Linked DNA regions of Canis lupus: region 1 is linked to region 2. The links are chromatin contacts, called in public Hi-C maps. All regions are on one chromosome and are shown on one strand. Each heading gives the region's core, a stretch centred on a gene start, on an enhancer-like site or on the middle of the called end of the contact. The rest is flanking DNA. Distances are from core to core; before and after follow the strand shown. Region 1 holds the start of HMGCS1 (hydroxymethylglutaryl-CoA synthase, cytoplasmic). Region 2 overlaps CCL28 (C-C motif chemokine ligand 28).

Region 1 (6,609 bases), core at 343-2,842, 56 kb before region 2:
GAAATTTTAAAAATATAAAGTTTTGATCAAAGAAAGAACACAAACTGCTTAGAGGTCTCAAGATGCAAAGAACCATTTGGACAGATCCATGTTAAGGGCTTTCAATCTCCCTTCTAACAGAATCTGTACAACTAAAGTCCAAACTCCAACTCAGAAGGAAAAACCTGTTAACTACATGAGCGTCTTCATTTGTCGTGATTTTGTCATTTATCTTGCCATTGTTTTTCAGAATTCAGCAGTGTGATAGAGCAAACATCACTCAGCCACAGCCAGAACACATCATCCAACTGCGGCAGGTTGACGGGAGCATCAGCAGCTGTGGGAAGCGCTGCAGCAGAGGTGAGCGGTGAAAAGAAGCCTTTGATGGCCTAAGGCCAAGGCCACAGGGCAAACATGACAAGCAGAGATAACCTCCTTCATTACCTGTTGTCCACATTCCTCCTCCAGGGAAGCTCAGAGTAATCCTTTTCTCTACCATCCGTCACACAAGGACACGTTTTTTCGAAGACACCATACACTTAGCTTAATCCCCAATCCTCCGTGTGTGAAGGCCCTGCGGGTACCTGCCCACTACATCACAGCAGGTCAGACCGGCTCTAAAACTATTAGCAAGAGGGAGGCACAGGATTTCAGAACACCCAGGAAACCTTTTTTTTTTTTTTTTTTTCCCTTTAACAGGGGCATAGAAAATTCGGAGGCGGGAAGGTAGGTGGGAGGCAGGAACCTGTGATACCCGAAGCAAGCCGACGGAAGCAGTCAGCAGCCCAAGTACTCGTTAAATCACGGTTTTAGGGGGGCACTTGATGGGATGAGCACTGGGTGTTATGCTATATGTTGGCAAATTGAACTCCAATAAAAATAAATAAACATATAAATATTAAAAAAAAATAAATCCCGGTTTTGATGCTTCTCTGCACCTGAGCTAGGGAAGAAAGTCATGCTCGCCCGCTTCCCTTTCCCAGCAACTCTATGTGGCTGCAAGAGGACACACCCCCTGCCAACCTACGAGGCTCCATCTAACCAGGCGTGGTCTTCTCCATCCCTCGGCGTCCACCCTCACCCCAAAGCTCGGGGAACGCCCGGGCAGCCCAGCTCCGGGGGCGCCCCCCGCCCCCCGCCCCTCAAGGCGATCACGGCCGCGCCCCGGCCCCCCGGCTCCCCGGCCCCCGGCTGACTAGGTCACTAGAACCCTCGCCCTCAACGCCCTTTCGCCTTCTCCCTCCGCGACTCCCCAGCCCCCCGTCAAAGCCCCCGCCTGCGGGCCCGGGCGGCTGGCGGGGCGGCCCCGCACCCCGCACCCCGCGGCGCCCGCGCCCCCATCCAGGGCCAGGTCCACGCCTCCGCCCCCGCCCCCCGCCCCCCCGCCGGGACGGAGCTGGAGCTCCTTCGGGCCTAGTCAAGGACACCGCCCGCCCGGCCTTCATCCCGCCCGGCGCCGCGGCAGCCCGGCTCCCCCCGTCGCGGGGCACTCACCCAGACGTGACCGGGCGGCTGCCGGGAAGGGAGCGAGCCACGCAAGGGCAGTACGCGGCGCCTCCCCTCCGCCACCAGCTTTATAGCCGCCGACCCACCCGACTCCCGCACCGCCGGGAGTCGGGGGGAGGCTGGACCGCGCTTCCGGCAGCCAATCGCGGCCCGCAGAGCGGCCCGGCAGAGCCCGCCCCCCCGGCCGGCTTCCGCCAATCCGGAGAGACGTGGAGGCGGGCCCCGGCTAGGGCTTTCCCTCGTGGCTGGAAGGGCGGGGGAAGGGGCGGGGACAAAGCTGGAGGCCCGAGGAAGTGGGGTGAGAGAGTGACGTGCGGTGGCCCGAGAGCCGGCCTGCCAATCACAGAGCGGCGAGAGCCGGCGAGAGCCAACGGGAGCGGAGTGAGAGCCCCTCCGACCAATTGGGGTTCAGTGCGAGGAGACGGGAGCCAATGAGGCCTCCGCGTCCCACCACTGGGGAGAGATGGTCAAGTGTGGGAGGCAAGTTGGTCCCCACTCGAGAGGCTGTCAGGTTGCCTAGCAACAGAGCTGGGCTTCACCTGTACGATTTCTGCAATACTTTATTTGAATTCAATTTTAACGCTCTCTAATTTCCAGAGCGGCCAAAGGCGCCTGCATTACATGTTGGAGCAGGATGTCACCCCGAATTTGTAAATGTGTCCATGTTGTGAACGCTCGGTTTGTGAATATCTAATCCCTCTGTTCAAAGCTACCTTGACAGAAAGGGAGACTTCTGTCATAAATAAAGACTCCTAACTCTGGGAAACGAACTAGGGGTGATGGAAGGGGAGGAGGGCGGGGGGTGGGGGTGAATGGGTGACGGGCACTGGGGGGGGGCACTTGACGGGATGAGCACTGGGTGTTATTCTGTATGTTGGTAAATTGAACACCAATAAAAAATTTATTATTTTAAAAAAAACAATTACCTTGACTTTTTTTTTAATTTTTTTTTTTTAAGAGACTGCTATTGGGACAATTCTTCCTAAGTAAACTGGAAGCAAGTTGGGGTTAGACACACCAGTAAGTAGACAGTAAGGGGCCTTGCCTGAGCAAGGAAGTGGATTCTGATTCTAGGAGTTTTGCTAGCTCATACACTCCGAAGGAAGGGGCTCCATCTGGCCCCATTGTATCTTCTGAGCTTGATATGTGATAGGTGACAACCTAAAGATTGTTGAAAGAAGGAAGGGGCCCAGTAATTGTCGATATGGCAAATCCATAGGATATAAGCTGCCTAGCTCCCCCAGAAAATAGAGAGGAACAAGCTGGAGGAAATCACTGAAACATTGTTTGTGAGAACCCAAAGGAAGACATTTAGGGCTTTAAATTAGACTCTACCTCATCTCCTCCTCAGATTGAGAAACCCTAAAAATTAGCTTTGATGGGGACCCTGAGAGATGTCTTTCTCTCTCCTGTTTCATTGAGACCCAGGAATGCTGTTGATAAGAGGCCATTGATGATTCTGTGCATCACACAACTACTGTTACAGGAAATTTATTATCCACTATAGGTAATAACTTAGTAAGAGATATTCTCAGCAGCAAAGTGGCCAAATATATTGGCAATGGAACCACTGAGAGGTGGTGGCATAAGTTACTTGTGGGAATGGACCACTCAATAATTAGCACTCCATAGTAATGCCCATTTCATACTCTTGTAAAGCAACTAGGTGATAAAGAGAGAGAAAAATTGCCTGGTTATGATCAACAGCAATTTTGAAGGGGGAAATTCAACATTCTTGGCATATTAGAATGTACTGAAAGGCAGTACACAGAAAGAAGATACAGGGATGCCTGGGTGGCTCAACGGTTAAGCATCTGCCTTCAGCTCAGTGTGTGATCCTGGAGTCCTGGGATCGATTCTCACATCAGGCTCCCTGCATGGAGCCTGCTTCTCTCTGCGTATGTCTCTGCCTCTCTCTCTCTCTCTCTCTCTCTCTCTCTCTCTCTCTCTCTCTCTCTGTGTGTGTGTGTGTCTCATGAATAAATAAATAAAATCTTAAAAAAAAAAAAAAGAAGATACAATTTGTCCTTAGGGAGAGCAAATAGTTCCAACTCCAGGAGTTCATAGGAAATGATTAGCCAGAGAGCTATGAGGATGACCACCTTGCACAACAAGAAAGTCCCACAAGGCACAGCTTGTCTTTTTGATCAAATTAATCTTCAGTTAAGCAAAGTGAGCATGGTACTGGGAGGCTAATGAACGATGAAGTGGGTTAATAATTAGATATGGAGCATCTCAATCAAGTTTTTAAGAACAAGCCTCTGAGAGTCTGTGAAATATAATAGCAGATAATGCCAGCCTACAGAAATATTAGCTATGGCCCATGCAATTGAGGACAAAATACACATATACTTATTTTCAAAGGGGCTGTAAGTTTTTTGAGCTACAATTTTACACAAGCACAGTGAAGTCGATGTCATACTAGAATGTGCATCTTAAGATCTATGTTTTATTATAGTTTCTAAATTTAATGCTAACTCATGTTGGTCATACATTATAGATGCTATACATCAAAGGCAAAATACAGTTTATTGTTCTGTCCTACTTTGAAAGAAGCAAAAGTTTATTAAGAGGCAGGAAGATGTAATGATAACATTTAATAACATTTAATTTATAATAATAAATTCATCCATTGAACAAACATTTACGTTTTACTTGTTCTGTGGCAGGGATTATGCTAGACCTATGCTGTCCAGTAAGACAAGCATTAGCTGCATGTGGCTCTTGAATACTTGAAAGTTGGCTAGCAAAGTGAGATGAAATATAAGTGTAAAATACACACTACATTTTATTATGTTTTAAAAGATATTTGAGAGAGAGAGAGAGAGCATGAGCAGGGCAGGGAGGAGCAGAGGGAGAGGGAGAAGCAGGGTCCCCACTGAGCAGGGAGCCTAATTCAGGGCTCTATCCCAGGACCCTGGGATCATGACCTGAACAGAAGGCAGACGTTTATCCTACTGAGCCATGCAGGTGTCCCCACATCACATTTTCAAGACTTAGTACAAAACCAGGAAATATCATCTTAATTCTTTTTGTATTGATATATCTTATAATGATAATATTTGGATTGTATGGTTTATATGGCTCCCATTTGCACTAGATAGTGAGAAAACACAATTAAAGACTCTTTCCTCAAAGAGTTCGTAGTCTAAAGAATGGGGAAGAGAAAAGTAAATATAGCAAAAGGCTGGGTTTCCAGTCTTTATCTCACTAGGTAAAGAGTAGGAGAGGGTGGAGTAGGAGGAATTTTCAAATTTCCCAATTACAGGTCTCTCCATCTCTTCAGATTGACAAGCTTTATTTTGCCTAACTATTCCATAGATTCTGAATTTAATTCCCTATCAGGGCTGTCTCTCTACAAGCCCCTCTACTGGGCAAGATGGCATCTGCAGGAGTTTCCTGGGTTGTTGTTTACATCAGAGGAGGAGACTCAGCACTGATTGTGGGTTCTTTACTCTCCCTTTGCTGACCAGGACCCACATTGGCTCTGGCACTGCGGAACCCTGAGGCTCATCACAGCTTTCACTGGATGCCCTACCTGTCCACCCTCGGCAGTCCTATAGCAGATGTCAGCTCTAGGCTCCCTTAGCCTCCTTTGCAGAAAATCCCCTCAACACGGCCAATCAGTTTCAGCTCTCATCTGTCCTCTGCATGAAATAAGTAGCTTCTGTAATTCTTCCGTACAACTCAGGACCTGTCCCTACCTGACAGCACGATGAGACTAGTTCACCTCTATTGTTACACTTCAAGGTACGTTTGTGGTGCCCAGGGAGATAGTCTCCTCTCTCCAGAACCATCCCTCACTTCCTCCCCAGAGTGTTATTAGGGGGAACTTGATTGAAAACCCTACTGATTAAAAACAAACAAACACCAAACTACTGATAAAGCATTCTTACCCTAACAATCCAGTATTGTTTCCAATACAACTCCTCTCTAGGGTTTTTACCTTTTGCCCCTCCTCTTTCCCATTTTACCCCTGAAAGGGCTACTACTATGGGAGGATACATGAAAGGTATTTCTTAAATAGCACAATGAACAATCACAACATAGTTCAAGCACTACACAAAGAAGCCTGCCCAAAAGACACTGGAAGCTCAAAGGAGGAGTATCTAACCCATCCTGGTGGTCAAGGAAGGCTTTCCAGAGCAGGTGTTCCTTTATCATATTTAGGGACCTTTCTTGAACACAGCTCTGTGCCCGGCCCTGTTCTAGGCTCAGAGGTTCTATGTGGTATACAAGACAGATACAATTTCTGATCTAGTCAAGCTTAGTGGAGGAAACCTAAACATTAGGTAGGAAAATGAATAAGCTGATGTCTCTTCAGGCAGTGATAATGCTGTGAAGAAAATAACACAGAGTAGTAATGAAACAGAACGTGACTGTGGGGGTGGATAGGTCCATGAGGTGGTTAGGAAAAACCTCTCTGAAATGGATGGTGCTACGTGAAGGCTGAGAAGGAGCCAGTCTATGAAGCTCTGGGGGCAGAGAGATACAAGTGGAGGGATTAGCAAGGGCAACAGCTTGCCTGTTTGAAGAAAAGAAAACAAGAGGCCCAGGTGTCTGACCTTGCATTTTGAAGGAGTTACAGGAGATATCTGGGTTGCGGACCAGAGGGACCAGAGGGCAGGAAGAAAAGGAGGGAAGCGAGAGTCATTTTAGGGAAAGGGATCTATCAACTGTATAATGTGGGAACTGCAACCTCAATCAGGAATAAGAGAGTAAGTCCAAGCGATGGTGAGTGCCACTAAAACCTCCCTTGTCTAGGCTTTTCAGGTAGAAGGAATGTTAATAGAACAGCATACGATATTTTTTCCATACCACTGGGAGGAAAAAGAGTGAGTTCAATGGGATGTTCTTCCCACAGTGTAATCCTGGGGTTAATCTACTCACTCATCAACATTTGTCATAAGAGTTTCCTGAGTAGCTACTGTTTTTCAGAGATGACAACATGTGTCTTGTATACACTTTCCCTCCAGTTTACCACTGGGGAAACTGAGGTGCTGATAGGTTAGGTGACTTGTTTCAAGTTACTCAATTACAAGGTAGCAAAGATACTACAAAAATATGGGTCTTGTGATGTCAAAACCCATGTTCCTTGTACTATCCTATATAAAAAAACACAGT
Region 2 (6,993 bases), core at 1,472-3,971:
GTGCAATTCTGTTCTAACTTCAGAATCACTTTCAGGCTTGTAAATCTGCTAACGCTCATTCAATAATATATTCTGTTCTCTTTTCTCTTTTAGGACAGAGGGATCTTTTGTTGGCAGGATTGCTTCCTTTCCACAGTGGAACTGCCCAGTCTCACTGATGCACAAACACCCCTTAAGTCTTCATGCTCCCACATACACATAGGTCTGTTTCTGGGCTTTCTCTTGTTTCATTGCTCTATTTACCTATCTTGGCATCTGTTCCATACTGTCTCAATTAAGGTGACTTTTTAATCAATCCTAATACCTAACACAATTAAGTTTACTTATCCAACTGATTCTTCAAAATTGTCTTGACTGTTCTTGGCTCTTTACCATTCCTATACATTTTAGAATCTGCTTAAGTTCTTCAAAAATCTTTGGAGCTTTGGCTGGAATTGCACTGAATTTACAACTAAATTTTGGGAGAGCAGACATCTGAAAAAAATACTGCTTTCCCATCCATAAATATGCAATTATCTCTCTAGTTATTCAGGGTTTCTTTGATGTCCTTTAAGACCTTTATGAAAAAATAATAAAATATTGTTATATATCCTTATAAGTTTTGTGCTATTGTGAATGGTCTTTGAAAGATTACCTTTTCTAGGGCAGCCTGGGTGGCTCAGGGGTTTAGCGCTGCCGCCTTCAGCCCAGGGTGTGATCCTGGAGACCTGGGATCGAGTCCCACATCAGGCTCCCTGCATGGAGCCTGCATCTCCCTCTGCCTGTGTCTCTGCCTCTCTCTGTGTGTGTCTCTCATGAATAAACAAATAAAATCTTTAAAAACAAAGAAAAATTACCTTTTCTAATTTTTTTTTTGATGTGTAAAAATGCTGTTGATTATGTTGATCTTGTAGCCAACAACTTTGCTGTACTTTTTTTTTAGTTGTAATAGTTTGGAGTTGATATTCTTTGGTTTTCTAGGTAAACATACTTTTTTTTTTTAATCTCTTCCTTCTCAAATCCTGTATAGCAATGAAAGGCTTTTCTCCTTTATTTAAAAAAAATCTTTAAAGTAATCTCTACACCCAATGTGGGACTCAAACTCACTAGTCCAAGTCAAGACTCAGGTGCTCTACAGACTGAGCCAGCCAGGCACCTCAAGGCTTTTCTCCTTTATTACCTTGCTAAATGCCTAGAACAGTGCTTACCCCACCGTAAACTCAATACACAAAATTTAAATTACTATGATGGATTAATCTATTTTCTTCCTTGCCCTCTGGAGATAAACCATACTTGGTCATAATGTATTAATCGTTATACGATTCTGAGTTTGATCTGCTATTTATTTAGATTTTTACATTTATTTTCATAAACAAGATTTGTCCATTCTTTTATCCCCTAATATCAATCTTGAAAGTTTTGGATATTAAGGTTATATTAATCTCAACAATGCACTGGGTAGTTTTCTCTGCCATTCTATTATTTGAAGAGATTTTATAAGATGAGGATGGTCTGTTCCTCCAGTGGTTGGTAAAATCTCTGAAACCATCTAGGCTTGGTGTCTATTTGAAGGAAATGTGTTCAACTCTGATTTAATTTCTTTAATAGTTATTTGTTTTGGGGGGTTTTCTAGGTCTTCTCTGCTCAATCCCGGTATCTTAGTTTTCTAAGACATTGTCCCTTTCATCTACAATTTCTAATTTATTTTCACTGAAGGCATTCGGAAAACGCCACCTCATTATTTTAAGTTAAAGTCACTTAAAAAAAAAAAATTGCAATGCACAAAGGCCATCCTAACTTTCCTAAAATCCCTGGGGAGATAAAACTCCCAAGTAAAAGATGCTCTCCCTGCACTTGGAGGAAGGCATTTTTATCACCAGAGGGCGGCACTTCATCCCTTTGAGTCAGCTGGTGCTCCTCTACTCCAGGGGAAGTCGAGGCCGAGAGAAATCTGTACAAACCAACTCTGTTAAGCGAACCCTTATCTATCTTCCTGGTCACCTCGCCCAAGTCCCTTTGGTCACTTTTCCACAATTTACCACTCTGTCCAACTTTATAAGCGTTGATTCAAACTTCTTTGGGTCTTCATTTCCTTATGAAAGCTGCTATGTCAATTAAAACTTACATAGATTTGTATGCTTTTCCCTTTTTAATGTCTTTTGTTACAGAAACCACCCGTCAAGAGATCCTGGTAAGGGTTTTTTTTTTTCCCTCCCCTACATTACAAAGTTGCATTGCATTTTTTTGCAGTTCGGGTTTGTTGGTTTTTTTTTCCCCATTCTTAATAGGGTTTGAAGAGGAGGTTCTCGTGCAAAGTAACCGTTTAAAGCTTGGATCTAAGTAATACACGACATATTTATAAACTTACAAATATCATGTTTTGAAGCTAAAAACCATTTGATCCAGATTAAAGAAAAAAGATCACAGTACTCTGAAAAGTGGAAGTACTACTTATTATAACAGGTGGCATAGCCTAAGTGCATTTATTTAAAACACACGCACGAAAAAACAATTAAGCGTTCAACCCAAAAACCTACAAGAGAAAAATCAAGAGGACCCTGAACCCAAACCAAAGATGGGAAAAGACAAAAGCGCGACGTCGCGGCGCTTTACGGCCGTCGCGCTCACGTGTCTGCGGTCATGGCCGTGTGGGAGGAGAGGCCGGGAGCGGGACACTTGGTGCTGGAGCCGGAGCCCAAGCCGGAGCCCAAAGAGGAGGAGAAGGAAGGGCGGACGCAAGGAGAAGCGGGTGGTGTTCCTCGAGGCATACTGAGGCCACATCCCGCCGCTCCTCCGGCCTCTGCGCGTGCGCAACGGGCACGGCGCCGGTGGCTTTTCAGCTAGCCCGCGGTGGCGCGCGCGGCGCGGGGAGAGGACGTTCCGGAAGCAGCGGCCCGCGTCCAACGAGGGATACGCCCAGGGGCGGGGCCACGGCCGGCCCCTCGCGCCAGCCTCTTCCGGGAGGGCGGCCGGAAGTGCGTGCGCCTGCGCGGCGCGGCCTGGGCCCTCGGGAGCCGCTGGGAAGCCCGGCCTGCACCGCCTGCCGACGCCTGCCCTTCAAGGAGCTGCGGGAAAATTTTAGGGTTTTTTTTTTTTTTTTGAAAAATTTTTTTTAATTTTAGTTTTTTGAATGATCTGTCAGTTTCTGATGCGGGTATGTTAAAAAAAAATCTCACTATTGTCGAGATTAGGTCGGATTTTTTTCTTATGGTTTGGCAGTACGTGTCCGCTGGGCTTATATTTCAGACGCACGCAAGGGCCCTTCTATCCTCAGCGGGGATTGGAGTAGGGCGCTAGCCTCAGGGGCAGTTTTCTTTTTTTTTAAGATTTTATTTATTTATTTTTAGAGACTTATTTATATTTATTTGCTTATTTTACAGAGAGAGAGAGGCAGAGACACAGGCAGAGGGAGAAGCAGGCGCCGTGCAGGGAGCCCGACGCGGGACTCGATCCCGGGACGACGGGGTCACGCCCTGGGCCGAAGGCAGATGCTCAACCACTGAGCCACCTGGGCGTCCCGATTTTTTTTTTTTTTTTTAAGATTTTATTTATTTGAGAGAGAGCATGAGCGGGGGGAGGGCCAGAGGGATTGGGTGAAGCAGGCTCCCCCGTGGGGGCGTCCCCTGGATGCCGGGATGCCACGGTCATGACCCGAACGGGAAGCCGGTTAACCCACTGAGCCCCCCTCCAGGCGTCCCCCAGGGGAAAAATTTGACATGGGTGCTCCAAAAAATTCAGTAGTTGAGATTAAATAATATTTTAGGCAATATTTTTAAAAATAAAAGTTCATACCAAAAAAAAGTGTATGACGAATAAAATACAGTTGACCGTTGAACAACGTGGGTTTAAAGGGTGTGGGTCCACCTCTGAGGATTTCTTGTTGATAAATGCAGTGCCCTAGATGTATTTTCCTCACGATTTTAACATTTTCTTTAGCTTACTGTATTTTAAGGACATAGTATATAATACATGTAAACATGCAAAGTACGTATTTATTAGCTGTTATTGGTAAGCTTCTGGCCAATGGTAGGTTACTAAAGCTTAATTAACTTAGTAGTTAATTTTTGGGGAAGTCAAAAGGGATTTTGGGGGTTTGGACATCCCCTACCCCTGGGATGTTCAAGGATCAACCTTACTACAATTTTATTATTTTTAAAAAGATTTTATTTATTTATTCATGAGAGACAGACAGAGAGAGGCAGAGACACAGGCAGAGGGAGAAGCAGGCTCCATGCAGGGAGCCTGATGTGGGACTCGATCCTAGGTCTCCAGGGTCAGGCCCTGGGCGAAGGCAGGCACTAAACCGCTGAGCTACCCGGGCTGCCCCTTACTACAATTTTAAATAAAAACAAAATTTGACCCTGCACTCTTAAGGCAGTCTTAGGTGTACCTTCTTGGGGAACTGATACTTTTTATCCTCCTGTGAAATTCCTCTAGTCCTATTCCAAGTTTTTGCCTATGTTCTACTTTTCTGATACCAATATTGTGACACTAAATCTTTTGATTAATTACTTACCCACCTTATTTTGTGTTTTCTTCTTATCATCCTTTTTTCCCTCCTTTCCTTGGTTGGATTGATCAGTTTTCTACATTTCCTTCATTTTATTTTTTATTGAAAATTTAACCTGGATTAGGTCAAGGAAAAACCCCCTTGGGAAAATATCAACACTGGCTCACACACATTTTTTGAGTTTGAATCATTCCAGCAAATTTATTATTTTACTAATGAAAGTGATTGCCAGGTCAGTAAAATTCCATCAGCGTTTGTGGAGCACCTACTTGGTGTCTTTCATTGTTCTAGGCACCAAATATACAAAAATTAGGAAGTCCTAGTCCCTGCCCTCAGGATGCCTCCAATAGCAGATGTTTGTCTAACGTTCTTTCAGGACCTCCTTACTGCGTTTGACATTGGTACCCATTCCTTCGTGGACACTCTCCATATCCCTGGTTGACAAGACCTTAATCCCTCCTAATTGTCCTAATACTGAGAAATTACATTCTCTGCTCTGAATTTCTCCTTTGCCTTCTCCTCAATAGTTGGCATTCCTCAAAGTTCAGTCCTTGACCTTCCACTCTTCTTTCAGCTCACGTCTTCTGATGCTTTGAGTTATTATCTCTATCAGTAGCTTTAAAATAATCTGTCTACTTTAGCCTCTACCCCAATAATCCTGACATGTATTCAACTGCTATTGAACATACACTTGAATATTCCACAGGCTCCCCTAACTTAATAAATCCCTAACTGAAGGCATTATTTCTTACCACTGAAAATCTTGTTCCTTTTCTCATCTCGTTTAACACTCATTTACTGCTACCCAAGCCAGAAACCCATGTCATTCCATCCTGCATTCCCCATGGCCAAACTCCTGTGTGTTTTACTCTGTTTCTCAGAACTGTCTCCCTCCTTTTCATTCCTTTATTCCTGAGTTCAAGATGTCACTAATTGTTTCCTTTTTCCCAGTCTTGTTTTTGTCTCATGTGAATCTGTGGTCCCAGAGCATCCTATGCTTTGCTATCTTTATCATATATAAAAAATTAAGAGTTTATATGACTGTCTTTTGACTGTGAGCTCCCTCAGTATATGTTTGTATACATGCAGCACAATACCTGTTATTAGTGCTAAATAAATGCCTCGAGCTGAACTAAGCTCTTTTGTCTTATATATCATTGTATTTTGTTTTAAGGCTTTTAATGCTATAAAAATTAATTTTGGGGTAGCCTGGGTGGCTCAGCAGTTTAGCGCCACCTTCAGCCCAGGGTGTGATCCTGGAGACCTGGGATCCAGTCCCACATCAGGCTCCCTGCATGGAGCCTGCTTCTCCCTCTGCCTGTGTCTCTGCCTCTGTGTGTGTGTGTGTCTCATGAATAAAGAAATAAAATCTAAAAAAATTAAAAATAATAAAAATTAAAATTTTCCTTTTTTTTTTTTTTTTTAGGAAATAAGGTTACCTATATTTGGTCAATGTCTTAAATCTCAAATGTCCTTAAATTACACAATGCTTTTCAGAAACATTATCCCTCCACCCTCACTCAAGTAATTAGGGGTCAATTCAATATGATAAATCATTTGCCCATTATATTTAATAATTTAAAGAGATTAGTATCTCATTAAAGCATTAGTTTGTCTTATTAATGAAAGTGTTATTGCTATTGTTTCTGTTGGTTTGGGGTTTTGTTGTTAACAGCATTTCCAGTATTAAGTGTCAGAGATTTGGGTGGGTGATTTGCCATGAATTTCTGTCCCTGATTTGGTTCCATCTGTGACCCAATTTTGGATCAAGGCTTTAAAGATTTCCCGCTCAAGATCTGTCAAAATGAATACTAAAGCACTACACATCCAGTCTGTGATATAAAAATTAGATTTCGGGCTTTAAGGATATGATTCTTTACTATAGAGAGGTTAACGAGCTTCCTCTCTTACTTACATGTATTGTATAGTCTCCTGCCACTCAAAGTGTGGTTCCCAGAGCTGCAGCAATTGCATCACTTGGGGACTTTTTAGAAATGCAGTTTGAAGGGCACCTGGGTGGCTTAGTGATTGTCTGCCTTCGGCTCAGGTTGTGATCCTGGGGCCTGGGATCGAGTCCCACATCAGGCTCTCCACAGGGAGCCTGCTTCTCCCTTTGCCTATGTCTCTGCCTCTCTCTCTGCATGTCTCTCATGAATAAACAAATAAAATCTTTTTTAAAAATGTAGTTCGAAAAACACTGATATAAAGAACACTTTACAGAACACAGTAAAATAGAAACAGAGCAAAGGCTTGTGCTATACTATTGTGGAAAGGATTCCCAGGCTAAAGATAAAAATAATTAGAAAGATTCACTTGCCTGCTGACAGTATCTCGAGTTTGAGTGCCATTTAAGAAGGCCAACATGTAAATAAACAATGTTTTGAATGTGTTTGGTTAAGGATACAGTTCCCTAGTCTAGTGGACTTCACATCTTAATGGAGCCACATCACACTGGATGCCGACAAATGAAGGTGTCCGTCGATGACACCGAGGAGGCAGGAAGG

What was found. A called contact is a pair of places that touch in the nucleus more often than the background predicts.
Region 1: a contact with region 2 is called in a Hi-C map of blood, with 3 times the contacts expected there. The contact joins the promoter of HMGCS1 here to the enhancer-like site in region 2. A contact is called at or near these places in 3 of 9 Hi-C or Micro-C datasets (amygdala and blood).

What each region holds. Positions count from the first base shown.
Region 1 is chr4:67,546,282-67,552,890 of UU_Cfam_GSD_1.0, reverse strand. HMGCS1 (hydroxymethylglutaryl-CoA synthase, cytoplasmic) reads right to left here and starts at 1,592. Exons shown (of 13, transcript XM_038535173.1): 1 at 1,474-1,592; 2 at 424-602. The coding sequence starts at 478.
Region 2 is chr4:67,490,924-67,497,916 of UU_Cfam_GSD_1.0, reverse strand. The region is part of intron 1 of CCL28 (C-C motif chemokine ligand 28); the gene reads right to left. Among named protein-coding and RNA genes, the nearest start is that of CCL28, 10 kb to the right of the region's middle. Within about 2 kb of position 2,721, at least 16 of the 20 cell types and tissues checked have an H3K27ac peak or open chromatin away from gene starts, as enhancers often do. A contact at or near this core is called in blood, where this site is marked.